Regions from separate parts of the Rattus norvegicus genome. Here region 1 is linked to region 2. The links are chromatin contacts, called in public Hi-C maps. All regions are on one chromosome and are shown on one strand. The core of a region is the stretch at or near the end of the contact, and the rest is flanking DNA. Distances in the headings are between cores, read along the strand shown. Region 1 holds the start of Stk39 (serine threonine kinase 39). Region 2 overlaps Stk39 (serine threonine kinase 39).

Region 1 (3,203 bases), core at 265-2,764, 43 kb after region 2:
TGACTCAAAGAAAAGTAACGCGGGCTTCTTGCCTTTAGACTTTGCCAGGCATTTAAAAATGTAAGATAAGATGTTATTAGTGAGCTGCCTAGGAGACACCAAAAGGTTGAGCGCGGATAATGGACAGCCTCGAGTTTCACAGCAGATCCTCCTGGCGCAGGGCAGGAGGCCAGCGCGCCCGCTCACCGGCCCCTGGGCTGGCAGCAGGCGGCGCGCCCGCAAAAAGGGAGGCAGGTACCCGGGCGCACTGCGCGCAGAACCGGGTTGCAGGGAGAACATGCGGCGGCTGTCAGAAGAAGGCCAGCATCCTCCCTGGTCTGGGCAGGCGCCTGGGCCTTTGCCACTACTACGTGGCTGGGCTACCCACCGAGAGGTCACCGCAGGAGGCAGAGGCGCGGCTATGCCCGCAGGGTCTCCCAGGACGCGTTTCACCCGGCGCGGCGCGGGGGCGCGGAAGCCCAGGGCGGCGCCCCCGCATCCCCACCCCGCCCAGGCAGCCCATCCGCGTGGTCACCGGCCACGAGCAGCGGCCCCAGGGCTTGAGGGGGGGAGGAGGATGCGGCGTTACTGGGTTCCAGCTCCGCCGCCCGGGCGATCCGGGAGATAAAAGTTTGCAGCCTGCAGCTCGTCTGCAGTGCGAGTCACATCCGCCGCGCCACCTCCTGCAGCAGCCGCGCTCAGGGAAGGAAGGGACAAATTAAAAATTAAAAAAGACAATAAAATAACTGTTGAAGCCGGTAGGCCCCGAAGCCGGCCGCTCTGCCTCTGGGCGTGCAGGCACACAGGAGAACCGCATCCCGCACCCACTCCCGCCCAGTCTCGGCGCCCGGCCTGGACCGGCCCCGCAGCACCCTCCGCACTGACCGATAACCTCCTGGAGCTCGTACGCGTCCCTGCAGATGGGCCAGCCGACCGCCTGAGCTGCCGGGGCCGGGGCTGGAGCCGCAGCTGGAGCCGGGGCCGGGGCTGCGGGCGCCGCCGGGGCCGGGGCCGGGGCCGGTGCTGATGTCGCGGCCGCCGGAGCCGCCGCCGCGGCTGTCACCGGGGCCGCCTGCTGGGGAAGCTGGACGTGCACGGGCGAGCCGCTCGGCTCCGCCATGATGCTGCGGGAGGAGAGTGAGGGGACGCGCCGGCCGGCGGACGACCTTCCACTTGAAACTTCCCTAGCCTCGTCGCCCACACCTCTCGACCGGCGCACGCCCTCCCCGTCCGCCGCAGCCGCCGCCGCCGCCGCCGCCGGAGCCTGCCACGAGGGGAGGGAGCCCGAGGCCGAGCCGGGCGGAGGGAGGAGGCTGCGCCGCGGAGGCGGGGACGGGAGGAGGCGGCGGCCGCCGCGCCCGCCGCGCGCCCCGATCCTCGCGCGCGCGGTGCTCTCAGCGCTGGGGGGAACCGCCGCCCCCTCCCGCCCTGCTTGCCGCCAGGGAAGTTTCCACGCGCTCGGAGCCTGGCGGCTTCAGGGGTGCTTTCGGGGATCGCCAGGCTCCCTTCCTATCCAGCCGCGCCTCCGCCCTAGACAATCGCACTCTCCAGAAGAAGCCCCCCTGGGACTCCGAGGGCGGGGTCGTTGAACGGCTGCCAGATTCTCTGCCTGCTAACTCTCCCCGAGCTAAAGAACCTGGAGTTCTTTTACAAGTTAGCGAGTGAGACACCTACACGGCGTCGGTTTTGTAGGACGCCGGTTAAAAAATAACCCAACTTGTAACTTTCCGGTGCTTTACCTGGTAGGAGCCCTTTCGCACCTTGCCTAATGTAATCGCTGTGCTGCTCTGAAATGAAACTGGACTCCATAAATCCCTGACTTTCTCTCTTGTTCAAAGTCACTTGGATCCCAGGAAGGTGATGTCTGTCAGGGGCAGTGAAGTTACAAGTAGTGGAGAGGAGAAAGGAGGGTATGCATGCAAAAAGGTTCTTGATTCTACCAACTCCCTACCCCCACAGCACCTTTTATGAGCTTAAAAACATGCTCAGTGGTAAAGTGCCAGCCTAATACACTTAAAGTCCTTGGTTCGATACCAAGCACAAATGAATACATAAACGGCCACATTAACCCTTTAAGATCCTAAGGTCAGACAGCAAGTTTCTTTGATAGAACACAATGAACATGCTGGGGCATAAATTAACTGCAATGGAAAGTTTTAAATAAATGCTGCTTTTTCAACACTCCCCGAATTACCTCATCTTTAAAATAGCTGTGGCAAAACCAGAGATCTTTCTAATTGCAGGTGTCACTTTTGAATGTTCGACTCTCATCCCTCACAGAGGTGACCACTATTAAAAGACTCTTGCCTCAGGCTGGAATGGTACTGTGACTCAATAGGCATATTGGTTCTGTGGCTGACACTAGGCTGGTTGGTTCTCACCATACAGCCAAGCTTGAGAAAGAACAAAGCACACGGGGAAGCCATGAAGCTCTTGAAGAGATAAAAACCTCCTTAAACTCTTTAAAAGATAATTCAGAATAGAAACGTAGGAGAAAAACCAGTTGTTCAGCAAAAACAGTGATGGTAACTGTTTACTTAACCCCTTAGGACACTATGGGATAGATTGGACAAATTAGCAACTAGCATGACTTGCTCGATGAGCTATAATTTATGCTGAACTAAGAATGTGTACTTCCTTTTGTGCAGCTAAACTATTTTTAAAAAGGCCTGTATATTTATTTTAATTTCTGTCAAGAAATAGACTACTCCTTCATAAACAAACTCTAGGCCTCTGATGAACAGGGGGCCTCTGTATCCCAAGTCACTGGTTCCCTCTCCATGAAGCTGCTCCCATTCTAACCAAAGAACTTTTAAGGGCTGCTTCTAAAGGTAAATAGAAAAGATTAAACAAGCATTCCTCCGCGTTGTCATAAGAAGTTATATCTTGACTTTCGATCATGAAATGGGATTGTAAAGGTCAGGAAAAGCCTTTAAGACATGGTAGGAAAACATGATTCACAGATTCGAGGCAAACCCAGACCACTTGGTTTCCCACAAAGAACAACTGTTCCTTACTCAGAGGCCAGATAGCTGTCCCCAGCCGACCACTTTCTAAATGACTACCAGGGAAGCCACTTGTAAGAATCCTCATGAGCTCAAGGCTGTTAGTATCTTTGAACCAAAGACTGGGTTTCAACATAAGACTGGGGGCTCCAAAATTCTGGCCAGGAAAGGAACCTTTTAAAAAACGAAATCACTTTGGGGATTTAGCTCAGTGGCAGA
Region 2 (2,949 bases), core at 391-2,890:
CACAGCACCTACTGGCTGTGTACAATAATCATAATCAATAATGCTTTAACCACACCAGGAATACCTACAGCCTGCATTTGAGGAGAACTTTAGTTTATATCTCATTCAAAAACAACAGGGAGTGAGTGTCTGTTTATTTAGTCAATACATTTTATGGGCTGTCCAGTATGTACCAAGTATGTCCAGTATGTACCAAGCATTATTTAAGCTGCTGGAAAGGAAGCTTAGAATAAGTTCTCTGCCCTCCTACAGTTTACATTTTAATGTGGGAGGTGATTGGGACGTCAAAATATCATGAACAAGATCAATTTTAGACTGCGGTAAGTGTGGTGGCTGAAGTTAAACTGTAGTTAACATGAAGCTACTTCCGATGCTCAGGTGAGGTGGCCGCCTCAGGTGAAAAGGAGTCACCCTGCAAAAATCCACAGGTAAAGTAGAGGAGAGGACAGTCTGAGTATCCTAACGCCTTTGTCTGCGACAAACAAGAGTTGGGAAAATTCAAGGGACAGAGACGCGGGTGACGTGGAGATTATCGGTGAAAGGACAGGTAGGAAAGATGGCTGGGTGGGCAGGCAGGACACAGGACACAGGACACAGCACACACGGAGCCATGAAAACAAAGAAAGCTTCAAGGCACTGTGTAAGAAGGACGAGACCTGCTTTAGACTTGGCGGTGGTCGCTCTGGGGTCCTGCATGGAGACGAGGTTGTACATGATACAGTCTGACAGAGCGTGATGGATTACGGAGTTGCTGCGTGTGTTGCAGCAGAGGGTGGCATGCCATGTGTACAGACAGCCAGGCAGAGGAAGAGAGTGGCTGACTGGGGATGCATCTGGATCCCAAGTCATGGCATTTGCTGATGGTGGACTGGAAAGACAGCTTCAGAAAAAAGCGTGCTGGGATGAAACAGATCACGTAATCACTGTTTCTGTGGGCCACCACTGCATTTTAGATATATGAATATCTGCTATTCACTCCGTCCTTCCCCAGACTCTGGTCCAGTCAACAAGCTAGGCCCATCCTGCTCCAGACGACAAATCTATACGGCATGCACATTGTTTGAATGGCCTCCAATCTCACATATAACGGTAACTGACGGCTGGAGGACAGAGTGTGGAAACCAGCTGACCACCATCTCCCAAATACCGAGTAAGAAGAGTCAGGCAGAGGAAGACGCATTTCCACACATTAGGAGTTCCTTCAGAGAGAAGAACTGCCCCATCTTTCTTACAGGGGACCAGATGACTGCACTGCCTTCAGAAAACCAAAAGACGGAATTTAAATGTTTCACATTTACAGGTCTTTTCCCATCGAATGCTTCCTGAGGCTTAAAGGAAATACCTATCGGACAGAAAGCTCTCTCTTTATTCCCTTTCTTTACTAAAAACACAACTGTATTAAACAATAACGACGTTTTTTTTTTAAATCCCATTAAAAATCCCACCATGGCGGCATATTGTGTCTCTACACTTACTCGCCCGCACTCACACTCATGGGACTCCCACATATATCCACAACTGTGAGTTTATATCCTGCTGTTGCCAATAGTGAGGTCATAGTTTCCACATCTGTACTGTGTGTCTCTAAGTACACACACTGTGGTGTGGCATGCCCAACATGTTATCAAGCCATAAACTATTGCCGTTGGCCCTTGACTTGGTCTTTATCTCAGTGTGACATAATACCCGAGAGGGGATGGCCCGCCTTTGATGCGGACAAATGCTCAAACGGCGCCAAGTGAACAAGCTCCGAGGCTTTCACACAGCCACCTTATTTGGTGAGTCACCAACTCACTTGTAAAATCACTTATCTGTCAATGATTTGCCAAGCCAAGTGAGTGTAGAAAAGTCAGTCAATTTCACTTGGAGATTATTCACAAGGGAGACTGCCCTAACTCACAACACACAGCAGGAAGTCAGGTGAACCTACACCAGAAAATATCCCCCTTATCCTCCCTCCCCCTCCCCCTCCCCTCTTCTTCCTTCTTATTTATTTATTTATTTATTTATTTATTTATGTATTTATAATGTGAGGACAGAACAGAAACTGAGAAGGAATCTCTTGTTCTCTTAACACCGTAGTTCCATCACGGCTGTATTCACTGGCTAGAGAAGCAGTCAGCAACAGTCTACGGGTCTCCCTGAATATCTTAGAGAAAGTTCTCAGTTAGCTCATGATACACGAACATGTGGTTGATAAACTCCGAACTATACCTAAAACACACAGACAGATGTCGCTGGTAGAGAGGTGAGCTTTAGGGTCTCGTAGCTCAGGGCACACAGGGAGATCACGTGCTCACTTAGTCCCTACAGCAGCGAGCCTCCCGATTCCTCCCTGTAACACTGGAGCCTGGGCAATATTGAACGCAGCAGGGGCTCTGGGACCAGCTGCAGCTCTCCCTGCCTTGACAACTTCAGGAATTCCACCCTTCAGAGGATGTGAAATGTATAGCCTTGTCTGAGAGGAGGCCAGCAGCAGCAGCCTGTCATGCCTCTATCCCCTCATCTGAGAGACCAGCAGCATGTTCTCCCCCCTTCCTTTTCTCAGCCTACTTGAACCTGTGAGTCCAGCTGATTCTGGAGAACATCTGAAGGAGGAAGCGGTGGTTATCCACAGATCAGATGTTACCTCGGGAGAACCTGGACTCCATCCTGGAAAGATGAGCCGTGTCCTGCTGCGTGGCACACACTCCTATTTCAAAGCCACTGGAGGAGCAGTGTCATGCTAAGGGGCTCTGTGACAACATCCTGTGCGACAGGAAATGGGAACCTGTGTTTTAATTTTAAAATGATGCAGATTTTCTGAATCTTCTGAACTCAAAGGACAGCCAGAATCTTCACACAGCTAAAATCCTGCCATATCGAACCGTGTCAGAAACAACTAAACTCTAGCAGTGCCTTGGAAATGTCTAGGCCATCGGGTATCTGAATGTCACATTAAATCCCAGA

Evidence for each region. Hi-C and Micro-C count contacts between places; a contact is called where the count stands out from the background.
Region 1: a contact with region 2 is called in a Hi-C map of the A7r5 cell line, with 2.8 times the contacts expected there. The contact joins the promoter of Stk39 here to the enhancer-like site in region 2. A contact is called at or near these places in 2 of 12 Hi-C or Micro-C datasets (the A7r5 cell line and mammary epithelial cells).

The regions. Positions count from the first base shown.
Region 1 is chr3:73,585,465-73,588,667 of GRCr8, forward strand. It overlaps Stk39 (serine threonine kinase 39), which reads right to left and starts at 1,515. Exons shown (of 18, transcript NM_019362.1): 1 at 865-1,515. The coding sequence starts at 1,099.
Region 2 is chr3:73,542,766-73,545,714 of GRCr8, forward strand. The region is part of intron 1 of Stk39 (serine threonine kinase 39); the gene reads right to left. Among named protein-coding and RNA genes, the nearest start is that of Stk39, 43 kb to the right of the region's middle. Within about 2 kb of position 1,641, at least 4 of the 93 cell types and tissues checked have an H3K27ac peak or open chromatin away from gene starts, as enhancers often do.